Linked DNA regions of Pan troglodytes: region 2 is linked to region 1. A link is a contact called in public HiChIP or PLAC-seq data. All regions are on one chromosome and are shown on one strand. The core of a region is the stretch at or near the end of the contact, and the rest is flanking DNA. Distances in the headings are between cores, read along the strand shown.

What was found. HiChIP or PLAC-seq counts read pairs in DNA pulled down with a chosen protein or histone mark.
Region 2: an H3K4me3 HiChIP or PLAC-seq map of stem cell-derived excitatory neurons shows a contact between it and region 1, with 3 times the contacts expected there. The contact joins the promoter of JAG1 here to the promoter of MKKS in region 1. A contact is called at or near these places in 1 of 7 Hi-C or Micro-C datasets (stem cell-derived neural progenitor cells) and 1 of 1 datasets of contacts at active chromatin or transcription factors (stem cell-derived excitatory neurons).

The regions. Positions count from the first base shown.
Region 1 is chr21:16,942,347-16,950,255 of NHGRI_mPanTro3-v2.0_pri, reverse strand. MKKS (MKKS centrosomal shuttling protein) reads left to right here and starts at 4,396. Exons shown (of 6, transcript XM_024352036.3): 1 at 4,396-4,531. SLX4IP (SLX4 interacting protein) reads right to left here and starts at 4,354. Exons shown (of 9, transcript XM_063802675.1): 1 at 4,205-4,354; 2 at 3,186-3,485.
Region 2 is chr21:17,182,069-17,189,977 of NHGRI_mPanTro3-v2.0_pri, reverse strand. It overlaps JAG1 (jagged canonical Notch ligand 1), which reads left to right and starts at 3,572. Exons shown (of 26, transcript XM_001169666.7): 1 at 3,572-6,258; 2 at 6,710-7,015. The coding sequence starts at 6,178.

The DNA of each region.
Region 1 (7,909 bases), core at 3,147-5,646:
TTAGCTGGGCATGGTGAAGGGAGCCTGTAATCCCAGCTACTTGGGAGGCTGAGGCAGGAGAATTGCTTGAACTCAGGAGGCGGAGGTTGCAGTGAGCCAAGATCACACCATTGCTCTCTAGTCCAGGTGACAGAGGGAGACTTCATCTCAAAAAAAAAAAAAAAAAACCACACACACCTAGGAAATGCAATGCAAACTTATCTACAGTGATAGATCAGAGGTTTCCTGGAAGAGGAGTGGCTGGAGGGATGACAATGCGGCAAGAGGAAAATTTTAGGGGTGATGGATACCTTCATTATCTTGATGAGGTGATGGTTTCACTGGCATAAACATACCAAATTGTACACTTTAATATGTGCATTAACTGTATAACAGTTATACCTCAATAAAGCTGTTTAAAAAATACTTAAAGAAAAAAAAAAAAAGGCCTCTTCCAGGCCTGGTATATTGTGTTTATATCACCCTCTTTTCTAAACAAGTTCATATCCTGAAAAGTCACAGAACTGTAATACCTTTCCCCTGGTGATTTGCATGCATAAACAAAACCTTAAAGCCCAGAAATTTAATTATCATAAAATTTAACAATAGTTAATTAATATTTACATGGCTGTGACTATGTGCCAGGCACTATTACAAGCATTTTTCTTGTATGAATTTAACGCTCACATCAACCCTATTTTACAGATGAGGAAACTGAGGTAGTGAAGGGATAAGTTATCTGATCAAGGTCACAAAGCTGATTAGTAGAGGAGCTAGAATTTGAACCCAGGGAGTCTAGCTCTAGAGTTAATTTCCTAACCCATCATGCTCTACTGCCACACACAATATGAGGTATGTTAACACTAGAAGCAATGAATATTGTACTTGTAAAATACTTTTCTTTCTCACACTCACAGAATATAAACATTCACTACAATTGGCAACACCACATGAAACTAAATAAAAAACAACAGTGGCCTTATTTTCTTTTCCCAATTAATAGATGGAGGGAGGAGAAGCAGAAAGGCTGGACAACTTTCTTAGGACACAGACCAAATAATTGGCAAGTTGACCAGTTACTGGGAAGCTGGTTCCTTACATTCTTAATCCAGATCTTTTCATGGTTTTCAAAATCCCGATTATTTTAAGTAACACCATAAGGGAGAGAAAATCTAACATAGCAACATAAAACGTAAAAGTTGTTCTGTTTTCTCATACTCCTTACTGGCTCTTTAATTTCATCCAGAGGGTCTCAATCTCTGCAGATACAGGTCTGGAGTCTGTTTTTAAAGCTCCCAGGTGATTGTTACGTGCAGCCAAGGCTGAGAACTCTTGATTTAGTCTTCTCATTAAAGAAAGACAGAAGGCAGCTGGGTGCAGTCGCTCATGCCTGCTTTCCTGCACTTTGACAGACCAAGGCAGAAGGATCGCTTGAGCCCAAGAGTTGGAGGTTACATTGAGCTATGATCCCACCACTGCACTTCAGCCTGGGCAACACGGTTATACCCTGTCTCAAAAAATAAAAATAAAAGAAATAAAATAAAATGGGAAGACAGAAGAAAGCAAGGTGCCACAGAAAGCTTTGGTAAACCAAGGCCCAAGGTTTTCCAAGTCAGTATTGAACTGCTGTCCACATGCAAACTTTTGAGTTCAACTTTTAACAAATTAAAAGTATAAATATGCATACAAGATATGAGAAAGCAAGAAGCACAGTAAACAACTTTTTTTTAAAAAAAAAGCAAACCAGTGGTAAATTGGATGCTAAGACTTACAGAGAAAACCCTACATTTCAGATGTTATAACAGAAATTACATAAAAGTATATTGGGATGACAAAATCTCTTTTCAACTTTTTGGAAAGCTAAATTGACGCCCTAACATCAAGTCAATGAACTAAAAGCACAGAAAAAACCTGTCAAATATCCACTGCATTTAGAACATGCAATAAATTGATAATACACTGTGAATCTAGTTAAGAAGCACGGGTTGAACAAAGAATGGGCCAGGCCGGGAGTGGTGTCTCAGGCCTGTAATCCCAGGACTTTGGAGGCCAAGGCGGGTGGATCACCTGAGGTCAGGAGTTCGAGAACAACCCGGCCAACATGGCGAAACCTGTCTCTACTAAAAATACAAAAATTAGCCGGGGGTGGTGGCGCGCGCCTGTAATCCCAGCTACTGGGAACGCTGAGGCAGGAGAATTGCTTGAACCCAGGGGGCGGAGATGGCAGTGAGCCGAGATCGCGCCACTGCACTCCAACCTGGGCAACAGAGCGAGACTCCATCTAAAAAAAAAAAAAAAGCAAGAAAGGGCTGTATCTTTAGCCCATGCCCTGAATCAATGTTCCTTGAACTTTAAAGTACACTTCTTGAGGAAGATTCTGATTCAGCAGCTCTGGGGCGAGAGGCATGAAGTGTAATTCTAACAAGCTCCCAGGGGATGCTGATGCTGCTGGTAGGTGAAACGAACTTGGAGCAACAAGGCCCTAAGTAACTGGAATATTAGTTTTAACGCTAGCCAACTGGCTTACAAATATCGTTATGTCTAGGATCCAAGAAGTAAGTGTCAATACCATTAATTCCTACACCCGGCCAAAAAAATTAAAAACTAAAAGTAAAAAAAAATAGTTCAGGGGAAGGAGAAAGCAAATACTTGTTTATACAGTCTAGCAGTGCTAAGAACCACAAAATACTGTTATTTGTCTCAACCTAGTAGATGTCAAGGTGATAAAATGTAGGCTCCATGAGTTAATGGATTTTTTTTTAGCTAACTCCTGAATCCTTATGGCCTAGCACAAATTAGGTACTCAAGAAATGCACTGAATAAATGAATGAATGGGAAGTATATACAAACGCAATCTGTATTTACCTCACATCTCCAAAAATGTCTGGGAAGGGAGAGGTATTTGTACTGCTGGATGCAGGTAGCCATGATTTGATACAAATACCTGGCCCATCTACTGCATTCCCTTTGTCCAAGACAGTTAACTTTCCTGAATAATATCTCCACCGTAATGCCCATGCTCATGGCATCCTGATGTTTAGCAACTTTTTGGCTTTTTGAAAACAATGAAGAAAGGTGGAAGTACAGGGAGAAGGATTCGGAAAAGTCTCAAAAAATCAAAGCAAAAAACCAGGAGGGAGGAGATGGGCAAACAGTTCAGTTCACTTGAAAGAACATCTGAGGTTGTCAGAGGTCCATGTGCTTACCTATGATGGTGGCGGGGTTTGGGCTCGGGCTTTTATATGTTTTGTTACTGTCCAGGGTCACTGGCGGAGTAGTGCCTGGCTGTGGACACCCGGACTACACAGGTAGCCGGAACTGCAGCCAACCTTCAGAAGCTTAAGGGAAGCACTTTCGCGCTTACTTCCTCCTTCCCAGGGTCTCCGCGCGCGTTTGGGAACTCAGCCGCCGCCCAAACACAAAATAATCTGGGCAGCTTCGCTGCTGGATTGAGGCCACAGCCAGGATTTAAGATGGCAGCGAAACACTTCGATGGCCCGTGGAATCTGCCCCAAAGAAAAATGGCCTCTGTTCAGAATATCGCGGCTTTCAAAGTGGGCCCAAAACAAAAATGGCGCCGGACGCAGGCTACTTAAAGGCTGGGAACCCAATGACTCTGATTAGCAAGTAACGAATCATGGTAACTCACGGTGCTAGGCAGTTGAACTGACCGAGAGAAAAAAAACACGCTTTTCTGTGGTATGATTTCTTAACATTGGAAAATGACTAGTTCAAGAATGGAACATATATTCGGTGCGAAAGATTGTGGGAAAGGAAAGGTAGCTTTCACAGTGCCGGATAAATTTTAATGAAAATAGCCATGTTTGAACATAACTTCCTATATATTTTTTAATGTTAAAAGAGAATAAAAGGTTTGTGCTGGAACCCAGAAGCAGGATGGGGAAATACCGGGTGAATTATCTAATCTGTGAAGAGTATGAGCTGTAAAAGTCCGCGCTTCCCTGTAAGCCCTCAGGAAGGACTGAGGGCGGATGCTTTAGTAGAAGGCAACTAGCTCTCACGGCGCATGTCCGTTTTCCAAACCCGATCCGGGGAGTTACTGGAGGGTAAAAATCCTGATTTTCCAGACAACCGCACAGAGAGGCGGGATACTGGCGCTGAGCGACAAATCCAAGCGCTTTGTGATTGGTCATGTCAGGACAGAGAGCAGAGCGCCGTGGACTATTTCTTTCTTTCATTCAATAAATCATTGTTAAACGCTCACCAAAAGGCAGAAGCTGTGCCATTTTGATATGTTATTTAAATTTTATGCGTTCTTTTAAAATTTCAGTTTCAACAATTTGCTGGAATATACGCTGAATAAACTTCGCTCCCCGTTTTTTCCGGTGACGGCCGCAGTTGGCTGGAGCTTCACGGAAAACCCGGAGAAGCGGAGTGGGGGCGGCCCGGCGCCGACCGCAGAGCTGCGCGTGCTCCGTGCCCTCGCGCGACGCGAAGGTTGCCGGGATCCGCGGCAGCAGCGACTGCTTGAGATCTGTTTCTGGGGCCTCTGGCGGTGGCGGCCTGGGGCGGCGCGACGGCTGGTGGGCAGGTGAGAGCGCTGGGACTTTAGGTGGAAAAGCCCGCTTTGTGTCCGGCCGAAGAGAGGGGAAGGGGCTTGTAGGCGCCTCCCTCTCCACCCCCAAAGGTCACCGGTGTCCTCACTGAAGGATATTTGAGGGCGGGGATAAGGAGGAGGCTGGCTCTCTGTAGGAGGCCAAAGACCGACCTCTGAAATAGCTGCCGATGGTAAATGTTGCGGTCGGCACGGATGCGGGCGGCGAGGTCTTCCCGCCGGTGGGGAGAGCTGGAGGAGTGGCGCCTCACCACGCTCCCACCTGCGCTGCCGCCTTCTACGCCGAACCTGTGACTCCCCGTCCCCTCCCTCGCTGGGAGGGGCCCCGTGTGCCCCTGACTGTCTGGAGGGTGCACGGTGTACCCCAGGCTGTCGGGAGGTGGGGGCCGCCCTCCGACGGCGTTAGAGACGTTGTGCAGCGTGGCCCTGCCAGATACGTGAAAGCAGCCGCGGGGCTTGCAGGGCTGTGGACCTTGTAGGGATGACCCTCTAAGGTCATGCTCGTCTTCCTCCCCGATAAGACCATACCCAAATCCTGTTGCCGTTTCAGAGACTCAATATGACGGTTTCATTCATTCATTAACATCTTCAGTTTATCCATAAACAGATATGCACGTGTCTACAGCACTGCCGAGTTAGTAGATACGGCAGTGACCAAGACGGACTTGCACGGTCCTGACTCCATGTTCTAGTGGTGGGGGAGAAACAATACGCTCCCTATCCATGAGTTGCGCATGTGTGAATTCAACCAACTGCGGATAGAAAATATTTTGGGGCGGCGGGGTTTGGTGGCTCACCCCTGTAATCCCAGCACCTTAGGCTCCCGAGGCGGGCGGATCACTTGAGTCAGGAGTTTGGGGCCAGCCAGGCCAACGTGGCGAAACCCGGTCTCTACTAAAAGTACAAAAAAATGAGCCGCGCGCAGTGGCGCACGCCTGTAATCCCAGCTACTTGGGAGGTTGAGGCAGGAGAATCGCTTGAGCCCTGGAGGCGGAGGTTGCGGTGAGCGGAGATCACGCCACTGCACTCCAGGTTGGGCGACAGAGACTCTATTTAAGAAAATAAATAAATAAAAACATTCTGGGGGAAAAAAGATGGTTACATCTGTACTGAACACGTGCAGACCTTTTTTCTTGTCATTCCCTAAACACTGCAGTGTAACAACTACTTACATAGCATTTAACGTTGTATTAGGTATTATAAGTAGCCTAGAGATTATTTAAGGTACATGGAAGGAGGTGGCAAGTTGTGTACAAAACTACACGATTTGATTTTTTTTTTTTTTTTTTTTTTTTTTTTTTGACAAAGAGTCTCGCTCTGTCGCGCAGGCTGAAGCTGGATCTCTGCTCACTGTGCAACCTCCGCCTCCCGGGTTCAAGCAATTCTCCCTGCCTTAGCCTCCGGAGTAGTGTGGGATTACAGGCACCCGCCACTGCACCTGGCTAATTTTTGTATTTTTTAGTAGAGATGGTGTTTCGCCATGTTGGCCAGGCTGGTCTTGAACTCCTGACCTCAGGTGATCCACCCGCCTCGGCCTCCCAAAGTGCTGGGATTACAGGCATGACCCACGGCGTCTGGCCTACTACACAATTTTTAAATCAGGGACCTGAGCATCTGGATTTGGGTATCTATCATGGGTCCTGGATGCAATCCCCCAAATACTGAGGGGTGATTGCACATTGATATTGAGCAAGATGTTTCTAGATTGTCCTAGGTTGGGTTTCCTGAGAATCAGACTCTGAGGAGATTTAGAGGCAGGACATTTACTAGAGAAGACTTTTTGGATGATTACCAAGGAAGAAAGGAAGCAGGATTGGGCAATAGAAAAAGTTAAGCTGCAGTGAAGTCTCAAGGATGTTCTCCACCAGTCCCACAGGAACTCTAGTGCTGGGTTGGCCCTTCAAAGTTGAAGAGAAGGGCCAAGCTTTTATACTCCTTGATTGATCTGTCGTTGGATGTCTGTTTCCCTGGAAAGGGCCTAACTTCAATTCTCTTCAGCCAAGTCAATCATGGACGGAGGCTGGCAGCCGAGGTCTGTCTCAGCACTTCCAGGAGCTGGGGAAATAAGCCTTTCATTCCTTAGGGGGGTCAGGGTGGCACATCACAGCATTCATCACAAAGGTAGGGCTTTGAAGGAAACACATGTGCTAGAGAATAATGGGGAGGGAGAGGGAAAACACTTTAGGTTGAGTGCTGAGAGAAAGGCTCTCTGAGTAGGTGACATCTGAACTAAGAGCTGAAGCAGAAGAATAAGCCATCCTCTGTGGACCAAAGGGGACAAGATTCTCTACTTTTCTGCTACGCACTAGGAATATAGCAGAGAAGACAAGTGGCTGCTACCTTCTGTTATCGTGGGTGGCAGTGACTAGTTTTTCTAGATCTTGACTCCCTGCCGTAACTAAAGATGGAGTAAGTAAAAATGGATTGAGACTAATTCAGAGGAGGATAGAGGAAAAAATGAGAACTATGATTTTGAAAAATGAGTCAACTTGGTAAAGACTTTATGCAGTTTTTTGTGCGGGTTTGGTTTGGTTTGGTTTTTTGACCCTATACAGCATTGAGTTATGTTTTATTAAGATTGTCCCATTATCTTCTCAAACCTATATTCTCCTTGAGGACAAGAATCATGCCTTACTCTTCTTGGTAGTTCCCCCCTGAGGCTAGTAGTCTTGCTAGCACCTAATAGACACTAAGTGAGCATTTGGATAGAATTAATCTTGTACATATTTGAAGTGAAAATTGCTAATCCCTAAATATTGTGAATGTGGGATACATGACTGTGTTTGGGTTTGTCTTTATAGCATTTCCTCACCTTATAAGTTAGAACCCAATTTTAGTCAAAATATTCGATGATAATATATAATTGCTTTGATCAAGCAGGAACCTCCAGGGGTGCCTATTTTTATATATGATTCGTATAAGATAATATACTCCCAATAAAAGTAATGGCTGCCGTGTATTGAGCACTTCCCACATGCTAGGCACTGTACTAAGCTATGAATATATATAGTTCGCTTCAAAATGTGGCCCCCTATTTCAGATCATGACATTGAGGCAGGAGAGAAGTAATTTGTCCAAGACCATAACTGATTTGTGATGGAGGTTAGACTTTGATTCTCACCATTACTCAGTGCTTTTGCTCTTACGTAAAACGTTGTTTCAGACCAACAGCGTGTCTGAAAATGTCGACCAAGTTTCAGTCATTGTAGGATTCTCACATTTGATCACTTGGCTGCTCTATTAACTGTTATTAGAGAAACAAACATGAAATTTTTCACCCTGTCTTTGCTTCTTTGCTCTGTATCAGTTTTCTGACTTCCTTCACAGCTTTCCTGGCTCTCACCTTAGAAGCTT
Region 2 (7,909 bases), core at 2,323-4,822, 240 kb before region 1:
TGAAAGGTACTCACAGAGAAAACTGTATTGTGGTAGTTTCCAAATACTACCTGCTTCTGGAAGTGTAATTTCCAGAACCTTTCAGGAGATGAAAAGGCTTGTAAGAGCTCAGTCATACTTTGCAATTATAGAAAATTGTTAGTTGCATTTAAATCAGTTGACTGTACAAATGGACCAATTTGGTTAAAAAAAAATTCCATCCCAGAATATCTATAGGTTAAGTCATTCAAGTGCCATTCACAAGAACAGATGACTCACTGTATCAGCGCCAAAAAAAAGGAGGATATGTGAATCATTTACAGTTGTTTTGAGAATGCCAATTTAACAGCAACTTACACGCATAATTTTTTTTTTCCCTGAAAAGACTGAACTCTAAGAAAAAAGTACATTTTGTACATAGGACTTCTCCCACACTCTAGCTTCACAAAGAACATTTGATTTTAACTAAGGAGTAAAATGTAAATATTAGTCTCGTAGTTCTGAGATTTTGCATGTAAGTTTTTTGGCGACTTTCTGTGATTGGTTTGGTAAAGGGCATGTGGACACATAATTCTATTCATCCTGATGGTTTTCCACATAATGACTATGAAACAGGATTGGGGCAGGGAGGACAAAATCATAACTACCTGGGCTCAAGATAAAACCAAGACAATGTTTAACATGCATTCATACAAAATCACTGTTGATAATACAAAAAATTCACAGTTCTGCTTTCAAAAAATTAATCCAGATCTCTTGTGTACATATGATGAATCTTTGGGAAAAAAAATAGCTGGATCTACACAACTTATGCTTGAATGAGCAAACTTGTGGCCTGGTTGTGGTTGCTACAACTATACCCTGATTTTCAGTGTCTGTTATCTATAGGTTGGTGGTGGGTTTTTTGTTTGTTTGTTTTGTTTTTTGTTTTTTTCCGTGTAGAATATCTTGTGATGTGGGAGAATGATGTTGTGCTTCCTTAGGGAGCTGGCTGGACAGGTTCATGGGAGGCAGTAACCTGGCGGGACATGTGAGCTTCACTGGGCTCTGCTGGAAAGGGGCAGAAAGATAACATATCCGTGGAACAGGATTTGTGAACTTGTGTTAACATCTCTGCAAGTTCAAACAAGGAATAAGGAAGATCTTAATGGATATTTTACATGTGCCTTCTCTACAGTTTGAACCTAACTGGAATGAAGAATGGGAAGAAAACTACTTTCCTTCCGTTCACTCTTTTTTTTTTTTTTTTTGAGGAGTTTCGCTCTTGTTGCCCAGGCTGGAGTGCAATGGCACCATCTCGGCTCACTGCAACCTCCGCCTCCCAGGTTCAAGCAATTCTCCTGCCTCAGCCTCCCGAGTAGCTGGGATTACAAGCATGCACCACCATGCCCGGCTAATTTTGTATTTTTAGTAGAGACTGGGTTTCTCCATGTTGAGGCTGGTCTCCAACTCCTGACCTCAGGTAATCCGCCCGCCTTGGCCTCCCAAAGTGCTGGGATTACAGGCGTGAGCCACCGCTCCCAGCCTCATTCACTCTTAAAATCTACAGTATCACCATTCCTTTGAAACACACTCTCCACTCAGTAGTGCTGAAGACCAGTATTGCGGTGTTGCCCACCATATTCTTGGCACCTACAAAATACCTGGCAAATCAATAACTATCTTCCCCAAGATTTAAGAAGGAAAATTTTCAAACATAGAAAAATGTCGAAGAATTTTGCAGTGAACACCACTGTAACACCTAAATTCTACCATTAAGACTTTACTGGCTGGGCGCTGTGGCTTATGCCTGTAATCCCAGCACTTTGGGTGGCCAAGGCAGGAGGATCATCTGAGGTCAGGAGTTTTAAAGCAGCCATGGTCAACATGGTGAAACCCCATCTCTACTAAAAAATACAAAAATTAGCCACGTATGATGGCATGCATCTAATCCCAGCTGCTCGGGAGGCTGAAACAGGAGAATCACCTGAACCTGGGAGGCGGAGATTGCAGTGAGCCAAGACTGTGCCACTGCGCTCCAGCCTGGACAACAGGCTCTGTCTCAAAAAAACAAAAAAAGACTTTACTATTTTGCTTCAGTGTGTAACCACCCACCCAGCCATCCTCTCTCATCCCTCTAATTTTGTATGCATTTCAGTGTCAGTTGCAGATATCATTCCACTTCCCCGCTAAATGCTTCAGCACTCATATAACTGGAGGTGAATATCTGTTCACAATTCTTTTTTCCTCTTTTGAACACCTAATGAAATACAATCTTAAATGTACTATTTAATAAATTTTGACAAATGCATACACATGTGTAGCCCAAACACCTATCAAAAATATGAAACATTACCCCACAATGCCACCAGAAGAGCCTCAAGCCCATCCCAATGAAGCTCTGCTCCCACCCACCCACCCTCAAAATCACTCTTGTGATCTTTTTTCACCAGTTTTTCCTGTTCTGGAACTCCGTATAAATAAATTCATACAGGATGTAGTCTTTTGTGTCTGGCTTATTTCACTTAACATAATATTTTTTAGATCATCGATGTTACTGCTTATAATAGCAGTTCTCAATAAATATTGATTAGCTTATTTTAACCACAGTGTTGATTAACCAAGGATTACAGTTGATCAGATGTACTTAAATACAGCTAATATAGCTTGAATGTCTCTTATAAAGCTTTTGCAGGTTCAGAACTGCTATATGTTGTTGACTAGATAAAAGTGGGGCAAGTTTTCTGGGAAAAGAAAAAATGAGGCATCCATCATCTTTTTAGAATTAAAGGAAAAGATATCCAAGGATGATGTTTTGAGCACACGAGACAGGTCAGATAGTAACTGACTACAAGCCTCTCCCCTTCTCTCAGGTGTAGGTATGACAGCTAAAGATGGCATTTTCCACAGGAAGGTTTTTCTGGAATATTCATTTACACTTGGAGGCTATACCCCAAAGCAGGACAAGGCCTGCCAAGGGGGAATCTCTGTATTTCAGTTCTCTCGGCAGCAGTTCCTCATTCTCTAAGGAGGGGGGCTGACAACTGGCTTCAAGGAAGCGGAGGATAGAGCTTCCACTTAGTGTCTGTTGTGGTAAACGTGACTGGCTTTTTGGGGGAGTCCCAATTATTTGGAAGAGCCCCAACTGAAAATTTTCAAAAGAATTCCCTCTAGCCCACAACTGCCTTCTCTAAAAGTGGGTTCCCAGGCTCAGGAAGGGTGTGGGACTCTGTGCTATGTGACATGAAAATTTTGTGTTTATCAGTGATTTGACGTTCTTGTTAGGTGTAATCTGGTAGTTTTCACCTCTCAGAATTTATATTTTCTTTCCTATCAGTCAAATGGGCTAAATTCACTGGTGGACTGGAGGTGACACCGGCTTGCATGTGGCCCAGATTGCAACTGGTGGCACCTGCAATCTCAGGTAGCCCTTCTAGGTGAAGCCAGGTGGAGATCTAAACACTTTAACTAAAGGTCTGGCTCCGCAGCCTCTTTCCTGAGAGCTGTGGGGGGCACAAGGCACAGAATTAAAACAGGGTCCGACACAGGGAACTCCAAGGAATGTGCTCTTTAAGATCACACCAGCCTTTTTCAGCACCATTTTGCCTTTTTTTTTTTTTTTTTTTTTTGAGATGGAGTCTCGCTCTGTCGCCAGGCTGGAGTGCAGTGGCATGATCTCAGCTCACTGCAACCTCCGCCTCCCAGGTTGAAGCGATTCTCCTCTCTCAGCCTCCCGAGTAGCTGGGACTACAGGTATGCGCCACCACGCCCAGCTAATTTTTGTATTTGTAGTAGAGACCGGGTTTCACCATGTTGACCAGGATGGTCTCAATCTCTTGACCTCGTGATCCACCCGCCTCGGCCTCCCAAAGTGCTGGGATTGCAGGCGTGACCCACAGCTCCCGGCCCATTTTACTTTTAAACCGTTATTTAGCACCCAAACTCAGGGATACTTGGGAGTAGAAATTAGAACAGGACAGATAAGTGGGGAGACTGGTGTTGATGGAAACCTCAGTGAGAAAAGTGTAGATGGGATTACAGTTGACAACTGGTTGCCTTGATTTAGGATAATTGGGGAAAGGGAGGCTGGGGCACATTGAAACACCCAGGTTGTCGCTGCCTACCCCAGCTGCTAACATGACCAGCTGTAAACTTGCTCTGTTCTTAGAAACCTCCCTTCCAAAACATGGATTCTCTCGCCAGTGCTCAAGATGGGACACATTACCACTAAGTAAGCACTTTTCTTAGGAGCATTTCTTAGGCTGTTAAAATGCCAAGACTCCTAACCATCCTTGGTAGCTTTGAACCTATGTAAAGAGGTCAGTTAGCTGCCCTAGTTTATTCCTCAGAATGATGAGATTTGGCACTGAAAATATTGTTCATACTGAGCCTCCCATCAAATGCAATAAGTAGATAACCACAAATACCCACCCTTTTATGCTCGTAACTCAGCATGTTGGAAACTATTTTCCCTTGACCTATTGCCAGCCCATCACGCCCCACACCCAGGAGAACTCAAGCCCCAAACCGGCCGCTGAACAGTCACGCTTTTCTGCAGGACATACCTACTATTAGGGCCAAAACTTTGTCCACCCTTCAAAGGAAGTCGATGTTTCCATATAAAGGTCCCCTCAAATGCAACAGCAAGCCCGTTGGGAGAGGGGTTGGCAGAGGCTACGGCCAGCCCACGGGCTTTCTTCGACCTTGATTATGACCAGGAGTGTAGCTGTTAATTGCGAGGCTTGCCTCAAGGTGGAAAACAGTATCGGTTTCCACTGCCACCCCAGAGAAGGCAAGTTCCGCGGCTGGCGGTGGTGGGGACACGGTCCCTCCCAGGCCCATCTCTTGCCACCCAGAGAGCTGCTCGGAGGCCGCCTACAGGTGCAATCCCGGCACTGCGGCCGGGGCGGGCGTCCAAGTCCACCAGCATCTCCGCCGGCCCTTCCCAAAGCCTGAACAGGGCCCCGGCGTGCCCGCCGCCTTCTACCCCCGGTTTCCCCGCGCCTCTGCCCCGGCGCGGTTTGGAAAGGAAGCTGGGAGCCCTCCCAGGCTCCGCAGACTCGGATTTGGGAGGGGGTGGGACGCGGCCGAGGCTTCCCCTCGAATCTGCGGCAAGCCTGGCTCCAGGAAAGTTTTTCAAAGTTCCCAGCAGCGTCTGCCCAGGTCGCCTCCGCGGGGCGAGCAGACGGCGGCAAGCGCGCCAGCCTCGCCGCCGCCTCTGCCGCCAGCAGAGCGCTCTGGGCGGCTCGCTCGCGGGAAGCGGGCCGAACTCCCGGCGGGCAGGCAGGCCCTCCTCCCGGGGCGAAAGCCGCAGCTGACGCAGGCGGTTCGGAAGGCGGAAGCTGCCCCGCTCCGACCGCTCAGTCAGCGCCGCGGCGCCTACACCTGGGGCCCCGACGCGCGGGCAAAGGCGCACGGCCCGGGGCGCCCGAGGGGGCGGTCCCCGCTGGGGGCCTCCAGGCGTCCCTGAGCAACGATCCCTTCCAAGTACCTCCCCGCACTCTCCCTTCCCTCCTGGCCCGAAGCTCCCGAGGGCGGGGGTTGGTGTGGGGCCCTGGTACTTCTACGCCGCCCTGGGCATCCCGCAGCCCCCAACCCCTTCCAAGTTCCTCCTCGCACTACCCCCTCCACAGCAACGTGAAGGGGAGGGGCGTGCCCAGGGTGAGCACGCCCTCTCATGAATATTAATAAGCGCGCATGCGCCCTGCCCGGCGTGCTGGGTAGAGGTGGCCAGCCCCGGCCGCCGCTGCCAGACGGGCTCTCCGGGTCCCTCTCCGAGAGCCGGGCGGGCACGCGTCATTGTGTTACCTGCGGCCGGCCCGCGAGCTAGGCTGGGTTTTTTTTTTCTCCCCTCCCTCCCCCCTTTTTCCATGCAGCTGATCTAAAAGGGAATAAAAGGCTGAGCATAATCTAATAATAAAAGAAGGGGAGCGCGAAAGAAGGAAAGAAAGCCGGGAGGTGGAAGAGGAGGGGGAGCGTCTCAAAGAAGCGATCAGAATAATAAAAGGAGGCCAGGCTCTTTGCCTTCTGGAACGGGCCGCTCTTGAAAGGGCTTTTGAAAAGTGGTGTTGTTTTCCAGTCGTGCATGCTCCAATCGGCGGAGTATATTAGAGCCGGGACGCGGCGGCCGCAGGGGCAGCGGCGACGGCAGCACCGGCAGCAGCACCAGCGCGAACAGCAGCGGCGGCGTCCCGAGTGCCCGCGGCGCGCGGCGCAGCGATGCGTTCCCCACGGACGCGCGGCCGGCCCGGGCGCCCCCTAAGCCTCCTGCTCGCCCTGCTCTGTGCCCTGCGAGCCAAGGTAGGAGCCCTTCTCCGGGCCTCCCTCCCAGCCGTCCTCTCCCTCCCCTCGCGGCGCCCTGGGCGGTTGAGCCCCGCGAGCAGGCTCGGCAGCCCTCGAGCGCCCGACTCCTCGCCCCTGCGCCCGAGCGGCTGCACCTGGGCTGAGCGCGCCAACTCTCCCACGGGAGCCCCTGCCTCCTGAGGGTGACCCCTCCAGGCCGGGCAGGGGCGCGTTCGCTCCGCTCTTGCCCCCCGGGAAGTCGTCGGATTTCTTCCGCACTCGTGCATTTTTTTTAATTTTTTTATTTTTGCCCCGGAATCATGTTGAGTCCTTGAACGTAGTTTCGCAAAATTATTTTCACTCGGCGAGGAGGGCTCGTCGGGGCGGGGAGTGGGAGGGAGTCGCCCCCTCTATACTCGAAGAAAACAGATTTCTCCCGCGCTGACCTACCTCCTTCCCTCGCCGGCAGGTGTGTGGGGCCTCGGGTCAGTTCGAGTTGGAGATCCTGTCCATGCAGAACGTGAACGGGGAGCTGCAGAACGGGAACTGCTGCGGCGGCGCCCGGAACCCGGGAGACCGCAAGTGCACCCGCGACGAGTGTGACACATACTTCAAAGTGTGCCTCAAGGAGTATCAGTCCCGCGTCACGGCCGGGGGGCCCTGCAGCTTCGGCTCAGGGTCCACGCCTGTCATCGGGGGCAACACCTTCAACCTCAAGGCCAGCCGCGGCAACGACCGCAACCGCATCGTGCTGCCTTTCAGTTTCGCCTGGCCGGTGAGTGACTACTCGGGAAGGAGGCCGGGCGGAGACTCACACCCGCGCCTGGCCGAGCCCTGTTATCCCTTGCGAGAGGGATTTAAAGGGCTTTGGCTTGAAACTCGGCGCTAACTGGGGAAATCTCTAGGGGTGGCGGGTAAGGGAGCCGGGACACTATAGTTAGATCTCGGCTGGGGTAGTCGAGGTGGGTCCCATTCCTGCTGCTATTTGCTTAGTGCACAAAAGTGGGGATCCCAGAGGGTTTATGGGACCAGGCTCCTAGGAAGGCCGGTGTAAACTTGCAACTTGAAGTTCCCAGAGTAACTCTCCCGGCCCCAAGCCAAGAGATCGTTGTAGCTGATCTCTTTGCTTAACTAATTAAACCTGGTGCGCCGTGGAAGGCGACTCGGCGCAGTTCTGGCCTGCGAACGCCGTCCAAATTGGCAACCTCCCCTTTCCCGTGAACGGCCGGGAGGGCGGGTGTGTCCTTCCTGGAGGGTGTGGGGGAGTCCGTTTCCCGCTGCTCCCCGGGAGATTTTAGTGTGTGCGGGGGCGCTCTCCAGGCTCGGCTTAAGGGCCGGGGGCGGCCGCCGCAGGAGGAGGTTCTTGGGGCCCTCACAGGAGCTGTAGACCTGGGAACCCCCGCCCGCTGCTGGCCCCTTCCTGCCCCCGCCCCCGAGTGGTGTAGCTCTTGTGGCCTCACTTCCAGCGGTTCCCGGGCTCTGGAACAGCTGTGTTTGCAGACTTCCCCGGGAAGGGCGGGTGCCAAGGCTTGGAAGGGGTGGTCTTCTGGAGGTAGTGCCTGAGGGTGCAAGTGATAGGCCCTCATCCCCCCGCCCCATTCCGCCCCCAAAGGAGCTCGAGGCCCGGGCCCAGCTGGCAGATCCTGCAGCGAGGCCCTTGCAACATCCC